Regions from separate parts of the Rattus norvegicus genome. Here region 1 is linked to region 2. A link is a contact called in public Hi-C data. All regions are on one chromosome and are shown on one strand. Each heading gives the region's core, a stretch centred on a gene start, on an enhancer-like site or on the middle of the called end of the contact. The rest is flanking DNA. Distances are from core to core; before and after follow the strand shown. Region 1 holds the start of Epn2 (epsin 2). Region 2 overlaps Epn2 (epsin 2).

The links. Hi-C and Micro-C count contacts between places; a contact is called where the count stands out from the background.
Region 1: a Hi-C map of Schwann cells shows a contact between it and region 2, with 2.3 times the contacts expected there. The contact joins the promoter of Epn2 here to the enhancer-like site in region 2. A contact is called at or near these places in 7 of 12 Hi-C or Micro-C datasets (the A7r5 cell line, Schwann cells, frontal cortex and 3 more) and 1 of 1 datasets of contacts at active chromatin or transcription factors (oligodendrocytes).

Annotation. Positions count from the first base shown.
Region 1 is chr10:46,757,671-46,763,772 of GRCr8, reverse strand. It overlaps Epn2 (epsin 2), which reads left to right and starts at 4,681. Exons shown (of 11, transcript NM_001305628.1): 1 at 4,681-4,800.
Region 2 is chr10:46,702,181-46,708,388 of GRCr8, reverse strand. Epn2 (epsin 2) reads left to right here. Exons shown (of 11, transcript NM_001305628.1): 8 at 5,422-5,586; 9 at 6,117-6,203. Among named protein-coding and RNA genes, the nearest start is that of B9d1, 19 kb to the right of the region's middle. Within about 2 kb of position 1,973, at least 47 of the 93 cell types and tissues checked have an H3K27ac peak or open chromatin away from gene starts, as enhancers often do. A contact at or near this core is called in the A7r5 cell line and Schwann cells, where this site is marked.

The DNA of each region.
Region 1 (6,102 bases), core at 3,432-5,931, 53 kb before region 2:
CCCAAGTAAATAAATCTTTAAAAAATTTATTTATTTATTTTATGTATAAGTACACTATAACTGTCTTCAGACACACCAGAAGAGGGCATCAGATCTCATTACAGATGATTGTGAGCCACCATGTGGTTGCTGGGATTTGAACTCAGGACCTCGGGAAGAGCAGCCAGTGCTCTTAACCACTGAGCCATCTCTCCAGCCCCTGGAGAAGAATATATATATGGAAGCAGGGAGAGGGAAGAGTCCAGGCTGAATATGGTCAGCCGACTAAACTGGACCATAAGAGAGAAGGGAGGGGAGCGAGAGCAGTAGCCAAAATGGCCCAGTTATGTAGAAATCAGGCTTAGGGAATCAGGAGCTAAGTGGAAGACCAGCCCTGGGAAGGACAGGTTTGGGATAGGGGGCAGGGAGATAAAGAACTGGGAGGAACCACAGGTACTGAGTGATGCTGGCAGAGTTGGCCAGCATCCGCTTTGATATGTTAATGTGCACCTCAGCCTCAGGTCCCACGTTTCTGACACCTAACAATAGAGAGTTCCCACCAGCCAGGACTTTATAATGAGCACCTGTCTCAAGACAAAACAAGACAAAATGAGCCGCTTCTTAATGAACTCCAACTCTGCTTCACACTGGCTCACCCTCAAATTATTTTCTGCTGTGAAAAATCCTGGGTCCAGAGTTAGCAGTGATGGAGGTGACATTCTGTTCTGTCACCTACAGCAATTGGAGACATTCCCTTAATATTTGAGGACCTTGACTCAGATAAGCCAGACCCTTCCCTTGGCTGGGTGTGGTGGAACATTCTTTTTTTTTTTTTTTTTCCCGGAGCTGGGGACCGAACCCAGGGCCTTGCGCTTCCTAGGCAAGCGCTCTACCACTGAGCTAAATCCCCAACCGTGGTGGAGCATTCTTAATTCCAGGAGGATCTCTGTGAGTTCAATGCCAGTCTAGTCTACAAGGTGAGATCTGAGATGACCAGAGCTACGTAGTGTGGCCCTTTCTCCAAAACAAACTAACAAACAAACAAGCACGCACGCAAGCAAGCAAAACAAAACAAAACTTGGACAAGCCAGTGTGAAGCAGAGTTAGAGTTTATTGGAAGAGACTTTTAAAAGATTTATTTTTAGTTATGTGTCTTTGTATGCCAGAGATATTGGATCCTCTGGAGCTGGAGTGGTTGTTAGTGTCTGATGTGGGTGTTGGGAATTTAATTCAGGTCCTCTGTAAGAACAGTATGCACTATTAACTACTAATCCATCTTCTCACCCCCTAAAAGAGATTTTAATATAGATTTTAATTTAAGCATGAGGTCAAAAGAAAAAAAAAAGACTCTTTGGAAGAAACTAAGACATACCTGAGAGCTAAGATGTGAGGAATTCATTGTCTTTTTTTTTTTAAATAGACAGGGTTTCTCTGTGTATCCTTGGCTGCCCTGGGACTCATTCTGTAGACCAGGCTAGCCTTGTACTCAGACTTCCCCCTGGCTCTGCCTCCTGAGTGCTGGGACTTTGCAAAAGCTTTACATAGCCTTATGTACCCTTGTGGACTGTTTTGAAACTATTTGCCTTCAAAAGTTGCTAAAGAATTTGAATGAAATCCTAGGAGGGTTTCTGAGGAATATCAGATAGGGTTGCAGTTGCTAAGGTAATAGATCCCTGGGAGGCAGGAAGTGAGGAGGAAGTTATCTTCATTGTAAACAAAGTTTGGGAGAAGTATAAGCCCTGACTCAGGTCATATTCACTCAGGGATAAAGCCTGGTTTATTATTACATTAACATTCTCTAAGTCTTCTCTCTTTTTCTTTCTCATGATATAACCTTGGTGACCTGGAACTCACTACACAGACCAGGCTGACCTCAAACTCACAGAGGTCCATTTGCTTCTGCTTGAAAAGTGCTGGAATTAAAGGTGTGCACCACCACTCCCAACCTCATTTGACACTTGTATTTGAAAATGTTTCTTTTTTTCGGAGCTGGGAACCGAACCCAGCTGAGCTAAATCCCCAACCCCGAAAATGTTTCTTTATAAAAATGAATACTTTATGTTGTGAACCTTCGCAGGAAATAGTATTAATTATTCTTAATTGTGGTGGAACTCTTGGTTCTTAGCTGGCAAAAGATTTCATTCAAACTCTAGAGTGAGGGGCTCCTCTCTTCCCCTTTGTTCTCCGAACTTGCCCTTTCTCGTGTGTCTCGGCTTCACCTCAGTGGAAGCCTCTGAGGAGAATCTTCCAGGCTGTTCAGAGCATGGAGCTGTCTTCACCCTTGCCAGGCTGCTGTCACTGTCAGTCTGGAGTTGTAAATGGGGCAGGGCCTCATCATTTAAAGACAGTTCTCTTCTCTAAACTCCATTCTCCATAATGAGGTCATTAGGGCTCAGAAGTGACATCCCAAACTGTGTCATTTGACATGCAGAGTCCTTTGAACTGAAAGACGTTAATAAGAAATGTGTTGCCGGCAAAGTCTCTTTGTGACCCTTTCCTGCCTTTCTATATCCTACAGCATTTCAGCCCTCAAGGCAAGCCATAGGAACTAGAATTCCTCTCCACCAAAGCCAGCCATAATCCCCAGACAATCTTTCTGTTTTGGCCATGGAGAAGGTCTCTCAGTTAGCCTTCAGTCACCAGACCTTGCAATCAGAATGGGTTCTGCTTGCATCTAGAAAGACATACCATAAAGGGAAGTTAAGATTCAGAACAGGCAAACCTCTCTGGTCTCTTCTCTTATTGTAGCGCCACCCTGTTCGGTCTAATCACATCCTTCATCAAATCAGCTGTATTTTGCCCACTTTCTTTCTTTCTTTCTTTCTTTTCTTTTTTTTTTTTTTTTGTTCTTTTTTTTGAGCTGGGGACCGAACCCAGGGCCTTGCGCTTCGTAGGCAAGCGCTCTACCACTGAGCTAAATCCCCAACCCCTTTTGCCCACTTTCTTTAACTGGTCTTTTGTTACAGGCGAGTTGGCTGTTAATTTGTGATAAGGTGGGGATAAATCACAGACACATTTTCCCCACCAGATGGGCCAGTTCAAATGGAACTATAGTTCTCACAGCAAAGTAGGTACATAATGTGTGATTTCATTTATTAATCCAGGCACCCACTGTAGCAGTAAATTATGGGTCAGGGCTTCCAGCATCCAGAATGTTCTCAAGTTAGACTTTCAAAAGAAAAGTGACCACGTGAGCTTGCAAATGTGTTAGGGGTGGCTTCCAGCTTTATTATATGGTGGGCAGAGAAAAGGATTCTACATTCCCTGCTTTTGAGACCCATGTGACTTTTTTTAAAACGTGAATTTGTGAGTTCTTTATAGGAAAAATGTATGTGTGGTTCTGAGAAGTACAATGACCTGCAAACTCTCCTTCAGTGAGCAAAGGCAGGATGAAAATTTGGGGAGCAGATTGGTAATAGAAGTTGTCTTAGAGTTTGCATCGCTGTGAAGAGATACCATGACCAAGGCAACTCTTTTTTTTTCTTTTTTCTTTTTTTTTTTTTTCGGAGCTGGGGACTGAGCCCAGGGCCTTGCGCTTGCTAGGCAAGCGCTCTACCACTGAGCTAAATCCCCAACCCACCAAGGCAACTCTTATAAGAACAACATTTAGTTGGAGCTGGCTTACAGGTTCAGAGGTTCAGTCTATTATCATCATGGCAGGAAGCAGGGCACAGTCCAGGCAGGCATAATGCTCAAGAAGCTGAGAGTTTTACTTCTTAAATTGAAGGCCAACAGAAGACTGGCTTCAAGGCAGCTGGGAGATGTGTCTCAAAGTCCACTCCCACAGTGACACACTTTCTCCAAGGCCACCCCCACCCCCAACAAGGCCAAGTCTCCTAATAGTGCCACTCCCTGGGCCAAGCATATTCAAACAACTGAAATGGTACCTTGTACCTTCCTCTTGAGCCTTGATTCATGTCCTAGGCCCTGTTATGAGGGCTGTCTGCTATCAGCTTTGGGGTTTAGCCTTCAGTTCTGACCCTTCTGAGATCCTCCCTCAGGGGAGTCAGGACCCTGCTTGTCTTCCTGATAGGCTCTGCTCTCATCTCTGGCCTGTTTCTGTGTGCCCCCCATAGTTTGGCATGTGACCCTACATTGCTTTGTTGGGTACCTAAGAGTGAGACTGTAGGCTTGCAGTTGGGGCTGCTAAATTCCGAGGGTTCAACCACTTGGGCTGCCAAGTTCTAGACTCAACATTTTTATGGAAATGCACACACAGGCAAAGCACACAAATCTGAAATATGCATAAAAATTAATCTCCACGAAGTGAACGTACTTGTAGCTAAATAAATCAACCCTGTCCAGCACCTGGCCTCCTTCCTGTCTCAGCTTCCATTGCACATTTTCCATGTGCAAGTAGAAAGACTAAGTGGCCATGGTTCTGAGCAGGCTAGGCGGGGTTCTTTGAGGATTTAAGGGAGGAGCATGGATTGAAGGTTAAGGTAGTTATGTATGCCCTGGGGAATTGTAGAGGTCGGGGGGAATGTGTAGGACTCTGAGTTATGGCTTCATAAATTTGTTTAGGTTTGCGTAGTAGCAGGAGCTATTTAGAGGCAGCCTTGGGGGCATCTGTGGGAGGGGCGGACCGGTTTAGAGGCGGAGCCTAGGAGCTAAGAAGGGCGGAGCCAGTGGGCGTGTGGGAGGAGCCTTAGAGCTCAGAGGGAGGGGCTTGCGCGCGCGCGCTCGCTGCCGGCGCGCCCCCTCTCGGCCGCCATGTTGGCTGGCGTGTGGGTGTCAAACGCTGCACGGGCTCGGGTCGCTCCCGCCTCTCCAGCGTCGCCGGCGGCTGCAGCCTTGCACTCGCGCTGGCCGGGAACAGAGGTGAGCCGGGACTCGCGGGGCTTGATGTGGTGGTGTCTCGGGAGTCGGGACGGGGCGGGGCGCGGACCTTCTTTCCAGTGCGTGGACTCCCCTAGAGCACCGGCTTCCCCCTCGTTGGCCGGGGCGTGCACTGTGCGGCCAGCCGGACCCCACCCGGCTGGACTGCTCAGCCAGGCTCCGCCCCACCTGAGCCCGCTCTGAGCTGAGAGAGGACGTTTGCCTCCCAGCCTCGGCTCCTGTCTTCGCCTCACACCTCATCTCCCGAGCCTTCAGTTTGGAACAACCCCGCCCCTCCCCAGAGCATGCTCTTCCCCCGGCTCACCCGGGTCCGAGTCGGCCGGCCTTCCCCAGGGGACCGGGGGAAGGGGTTCCCTTACCCACGTCTTTCTCGCCCCCGGGACTGGATTCCCCTACCCGGCCCCCACTCCACAGCACAGCGGGGACGGGGGCGGCGAAGCCAGGCTCCAGCTGCCTTTTGTTCCGCGTGGGATGGCAGAGACCTGGCGGCCCTGTTGGGCGAGTCCGGGTGGGCGAGCCGCGCGTGGGGTCGGCCTCTTCCGGGAGACCCTCGCTCTCCTGTGGGCCGGCGGGCCGGCTCCGTCCGAGCGCGAGCCGAGCGCGTTGGGAGAGGCAGGCCATTCCTAGAGGAGTCCGGGCCAACAGGTTTTTGTTTGCAACCTGAAGTTGGCCCAGTGGTTTTGCAGGGGGAGCAGACCGTCTGAGCTCCCTAGAAACCTTAGGTTGGTCGGTACAAGTTCGTTCCTTGGTCTGGGGCCTCAGTCCTTCCCAGCGGCCTCTTCACTTTAGTGCTGCCTTGGGAACGCATTTGAAGTCTGTTTCAGGAAGGATAGGATTTAGCCATTCTTGTGATTTTTGACTAGGGAAACTAAGGCCCAAAAAATGTGTTAGTTTGCCCAAGGTCATCTAGGGATAGGGTGTCTGACACAGCTGGAAGCCCCAACTCCGGGACACTTAAGGATTCCTTCAACGTTAAGGATTCCCCAAGTCGCTTGCCTGTTATTTTTAACATTCATACAAGAAAATGGGTAAAGAAAGATGAGAAAGATGTGTGAATTCTTCTGCATACTCAAGAAAATAACCCGTGGAAGAAGGGATTGAAATGGGGTTGAAATGAAAAAGGTGAATTTCTAGGATCGACATCCCCATTATTATGTAATATAACGAAGACTTAACGGGAACTTCGTGGTCTTGTAACTCTAGAGATAGAGTGATAGCGGTAGATACTGGATCCACAGTGATCGGCTTTGCGTTGGTAATTAAGCCTTCCATCTATATCTTGTT
Region 2 (6,208 bases), core at 724-3,223:
GCTGGCTTAGGAGGAGTGTTGCAGGTGTGCAGACTGGTGGTGGGTAGCTGGGGTAAGCTCTAGGACTTGGACTGTGAGGTGTAGGCAGCCTGTCCTCTCATCCTCCTCCAAATCTTTGTATTGTCTTATTCTGCATGAGAAACTTCTATAAAGATTTCATTTTTATTTGTTTGTGTATGCCACAAGTGTAGGGGTGCCTGCGGAAGCCAGAAGAAGGCATTGGATTCCCTGGAGCTGGAAGTATAGGTTGTGAGCCACCTGCTGTGGGTTCTGGGAACCAAATTCTGTCCTCTGGAAGAGAGTCAAGTACCCGAGACACTGAGTTATCTCTCCAGCTCCACTCTTCTTAAAGACATGGGTTGGGTGTCTATATGTGGAGGTGTGGTCATCTTATTCTCAGAATCCCCCCTTACCCTTTGTTCTTGCTCTTGGCTTCCTGTTGTCTTCAGGTTGGTACAATGGCTTGTTTCTTCTTAGAGGCAGGGACCATCCCAGGGCTTGGCTGAAGGAATGCTAACCAAATTGATAGGGTAGAATAAGACAACTATGCAGGAAGCCTAGGTTATTATGTGTTTGAGTAGGTGGCTCTTGCATTAGAGGGGCTTGTGTGCAGGGCTCTTGATTGCATTAGGAGCTTAGATTTGCATGCATTCTGGCTTCCTATTTACCTCATAATAGACCCACTAAATATCTTTATTAGGTCTTCCCAGAATCTGTGTGCTTAGGGAGACAGTGTAATATTTTACTAAAGTCTCCAGGGGTTTTCTAAGGACAACCATGGTCCCACACCCTTTGTCCCTAGTATCCCACTGAGTCTTAAGCCCTTGAGGTACTTCCTGTGTAGACTCTTGAGTGTGGCCATGAGAGTGGCTCTTCATGTCTGTACCTGTAGCTCTAGATTTCTTTGTTCCCTCCAGTCCTGATGCCAGCATGGTATAGAGTAAAAGGAGCACCTGTGGAGAGAGAGCACAGGCACTTAGAATCGAGGTCACTGTATGAGAGCCCTGCAGGGTGGGAATTGTGCTGTATTGTCTGAGACAGTGCTCTCTTACATGCCTGGTGGCTCCCTGGAAGGCTAACTGCATGTTCTGTCCCCAAGGCCTAGGGAGTAGGGAAGCTCACTCTGTAGATCATATATGACTTTTGGGAGTTGAGATTTATTTTAGCCATGAGTATTCTCCCTGGTTGTCAAGGCAATATCTGACTCCCTTAAACTGTGGGAGTGGGTGAGGGGAAAACTCTCCCATGGAGCATTAAGGTTTTCATTTAAAAAAGGGCAGTAGGGGCTGGATATGGTAGGATGTGCCTCCTTATGGGGGCAAGAAGAAAGACCGCAACAGTCTTCTGAAAGGCACTGATGCTCGGTGTTGCCAGGGACCACAGGACAGTGAGGTCTCCCCAGCCTGTGTCCCTCAAGTACATCTAGCTGAGAGAACAGTGGGCCTTGCAGTGGAATGTTTGTTATATGAGCCTGTAAGGCATCAGTGAGTAGTGGGGAGAGCAGGAAGGCATGCTGAGTCCCTAGGACTCCCATATGGCATTGGTCCTGGGATCTCTGTGTCATCATACCACAGCTATTCTGGCTTCTTGCCCAGCCTTCTCCCTGGCAAAGAATTTTTACCATAATACTCTCTCCAGTTGGGACAGAGCCATGCCTGATGAGGCACCATTCCTGTACTGTAGTGTGAATCCAACTGAGGCCAGGGTCACAGTCCTGGCAAAGCATCCCACAGCTAGTAGAGGATCTGGAAGCATAGTTCCAGGCCCATAGGGAAACTAGAAGGCTTGGGGTAGAAGGTTAGTGGTAGTTCTCAGGGAGATAGTTGTTTCTGGAAGGTTTAGAAACCTAATAATTCTGGCAACATTAGAGACAGAAAGGCCAAGTAGGAGTTGGCAGGACATGAGAACAGGAAAAGTGCGATTTGAGAGTGCCTCTTGATTTGCTTCTTGCTTCATCTAGCTAGCTCACAGCTCTTGGGTGTGTCACTGCAACAAGCCTAGGGAGAAGTGAAGGCTGCATTTATTCCCCCTCATGCTGCACTATACTAGCCAGTAGCCTTGTCAGACCAGAAGTCACATGGGTATGGGGATAGTGACTGCAGTATCTGAGTAGGACCCAAGTAGGTCCTTTGGCATTTTAGAGCCCTGTGGGCATAAAGTTGTGTGCTTGAAAGACTAATGATGGGGGCATCTTTAACACCCATGGAGTGTCCTACTTCACAGGAGCTGTCCAGGGGAATGGAGTTCTTTTTCAGATCTCAGAGAACAGTCCTTAGCTTCTAAGACTGACAAGTCCCTGTTCTCTGAGTCCTGATACATCCCAGTCTTGTCGGGTGTTCCTCCATGGCTAGAATTGGGGCTAGAATTATTCACTCTTCTACCATAGGGAATTCAATCAGGAAAAGACCCCTGGTTAGATGAATGGTAAGTGGAGGATTCCAGAGTGACCAGGGCAAGAAACAGGTTCAGTGGGGCTTGTGACAGAAGGCAGAGTTTCTTTGGTGTGTTCAAGGAGCATAGGGAGTCAGTGGCCAGGCTAAGCATGGAAGCTGTGTGGCTATCTCTTCTAGCTCAATGACTTTTGGGGTTTCTGAAGAGTTCATTTAGAAGGAGATAATGAGCCAGAAGAACATTATAAACGTTACTATTCAGGAAGCTGAAGAATACTCAGGCAGCTTATTCCAGTATTGTGTGAGCAAAGAAAGACTGTGTCCAGGGAAGGAACCGGATAGTGCCAGTGTTGAGGACAGTGGTAGCAACTTCTGTGTGTTTGCAGGAAATCATAGTCTCTACCTAGGCAGCAGTCCTAGAAAATCCTCTTTTGTTCAGAGGATAATTGCGGAAGCATATTTGAAGGCACCAGGTGGCGGCGGCATTTCTTTAATCACAGCACTTTATTATTATTTACAGTATAAACAGTAATACTAACAATAGAGGCAGAAATATTTTTCACACTAGATTTGACTATAGTTTTTAAATGCATATTTAATAATTAATTATCTTTTTGTTGATTCTAAAACATTGTTAAAGCTGGGGGGGGGGCACAGTGCATACTTTTGATTCCAGCACTTGGGAGGCTGAGACAGGCGGATCTCTTTTAAGTTCTAGGGCAGCCTGGTCTACAGAGTGAGTTCCAGAGCAGCCAGGGCTACACAGAGAAACCCTGTCTTGAAATACAAAACAACAAAAAAGAACTAAAGGGCTATGGAGTTCTACCCTGAGTCACATGAAGGAAGAAAATACAAGGAGAGATAATGCTTTCTTTCTAAGTCCACACAGAGTTTATAGGTAAATTCTGTTAGCATTCAGAACATCTAAATTCCCTTTAAAGAACACAAAATAAGAACTTCCTGCTGTTTTCTGGAGACTGAGGTAAACTTGACACCAAGTTAGACAGTATGGGTTCAACTATTTTAGGTCAAGGCCACTTAGGAATATTGATTTATTGGAAAGAAATATAAATCAGGAAAGTTTTTAAAAAGATAAGAATACTGTGGAAATTCCTCTGTCAGAACCAAGTCCTTAGAAGTGGACTTACTAAAGATGTAAACAAATGTGTGGTTTTCCTGTGGCGGCAGAGGCAGGCGGATCTTGCCAGTCTGGTCTACATTGAGTTGCAGGACGGTCAGAGCTACATAGAGAAACCCTGTCTCAGATAACTGAAATAGGAAAGCAGTCACAAAAAGACATTCAAGGTTATTGTCAGCCACACAGTGAGCCTGAGGTATGTGAAACTCGGGTTTAGGGAGAAAAGAATCGTTTTCATAATATATGTGAAGATGATTAATACTGTGCAGAGAAGGAGTCGTAAGTAGGCCAGTGCAACAGGCTTAAGGAGCCCAGTAATGGACAACTGAAGATCTGACTGAGCCGGAATGGATGGGCACTGTAATTCATGCTGCTGAGGTTAGTTAGGCAGACAAACCCTAGAGGATGCCTGATAAAAGACCAAGACCTTGTAGGAGGAGGGTGTAAAAAGATATACATGTTTATTAGGGAGAGAGCAAACATAAAACTATTGCAAAATAGACTTCTTAAGTACCACTTTGGCACAAATGGAAAAACTGGGTTACATCAGAAAGTTTGAGGCAACTTCAGGGTGATAGGTCCTGCTTAGAGGGTTATAAACCATTAGAACCGGCGTGGAAATAGTTCTGGCATTACTTGCTAAAAATGCAGGGATCTGTGACTCAACAACTGACATTGTGTGCACAGAACAAAGAGATGCGATACAAGAATAGGCAACCACACAGAGCACACCCAGGGCCCACCAGAATGATTGTCTGTGAGACTTTTCATAGGTACATTTTAGCTATGTGTCACAGATAAAATGTGTAGTAACTAAAGCTAGTCACCAGAAAGTGAGCATACACATAGGTGCACACAGACACGCACACCTTTACCTTATTTGTATGATAAATTCAGAAATCTGACATAGCTGTCCAGTATATTGTTTCAAGGTGGGATAAACTAAAGGCAAAGCATGAGGTGCATTAAATGGCTCAGGGTTCAGGACATTTTGCGGTGGACCTGGGAATGTAGCAGTGTTTAAGCGTTTCTTGTCTTCCACAGGAGGAATGATTTGTTTCATATTTTCGTGTGTGTGTGTGTGTGTATGTGTGTGTGTGTGTGTGTGTGTGTGTGTGTGTGTGTGTGTGTGTGTAGAAGTCAGAGGATAACTAGTAGAAGTTTGTTCTCCTGTCATTTAAGTCCTGAGGAATGAGTTCAGACCACCAGGCTTGTTTCCAGGCACTTTTACCGGCTGAACTATTCCACCAGTTGTGTTCCGCCCTTGTGAAGAAGGGTAGTTGTGATGCAATAAGTTGACCACCCTATGTTGCTCCTATACTGCTCAAGCTGGTGGTGAGCACCTACTCTGTTACTTTCTTTCCTTGATTCTCAACCATTTGAAAGCAGGGCCCAACCAAGACTGATGGGAGAATACCTCTGGGGAGCTAAGTAGTCGGAATGTGGGTTACCAAACTTCATGTCTGGGATGGAGCCTGTGTTTATAGGGGAAGTAGACATGTTCCTTATAGTTTCATTTGGTTTGGGGAACCCCTGTGAGCCCCTTGTGTGATGGGGAATGTTCAGAAGGCCTTTAGCTTTGCCTGCTGTGCACTTGCCAGAAGACAGTCTCTAGGCATTTTTATCTGGCAGCCTCTGGACTCTGCCTGTTCTTACTGGTACGGTATGTGTCTATATGTAAGGCTATGTGAGTTTGTTTTCGTATACCATTTTTTTGTTGCCTATGCCTGAGAAGGCCAGAGGATGTCAAATCCCTTGGAACTGGAGTTACAGACTACAGTGAGCATGCTGTTGTGAGTGCTCGGACCCAAGCCCTGGTCCTCTGCAAAAGCAGTAGAAACTCTTTTAACACTTTGCAGCTCCTGTTCTGAATTTGACTCTTGACTTCTTTAGGTACCAAGCCAGCTGCCTCTGTGGACCCCTGGGGAGTACCTACCACAGCCAGCATACAGTCTGTCCCCAAGAACTCAGACCCTTGGGCAGCCTCACAGCAGCCTGCCTCCGATGCTGGAAAAACAGCTGATGCCTGGGGGGCTGCCAAGCCTAGTCCTGCCTCAGGTAATCACTTTGCTCAGCCTGGTCCCTGAAGCTTCACCACTTCTCCCTCTCTCCTGGTGCACTGGTAGTAGCTTGCTGACTGACTATTCCCGCACCCATCCCAGATGGGAGCAGCCATCAAAAGTCCTTTTGCACACCCACAGTTGAGAGAGGTGCTACACTGGGCCCCAAATGTGAGCTCTGGTCTCCTTTTTGGGTGGCAGACTGACCTCAGGACTCCTTGGGGACACTTCCCACAGACTCTATCCCAGTGTCCAGAACAACACATTTCCTACACTGTCAGCCCTTTCCACATTTGAAGGAGTATGGTGGAGGTCGTGGCAGGCACTCATGTTCTCTGATCCTACCTGTTGCCTTCCCAGTCTAGCAAGTGACTAAAGCGTGGACCCAAGTTTAACACTGTGATGTGGAGCACTTGGGAGAGAAGCCCTAGTCTTGTGTTAACCCATTATCCCCATGCAGATTGGGTACCTGTTGTGCTGGGGAGTGGAAAGAGATGCTTTCAGTCATCAGCTTGTATGTCCCCTCAGGGTCCTTTGAGCTCTTCAGTAATTTCAACGGTACAGTTAAAGACGATTTTTCTGAATTCGACAACCTTCGAACTTCAAAAAAACCAGGTACA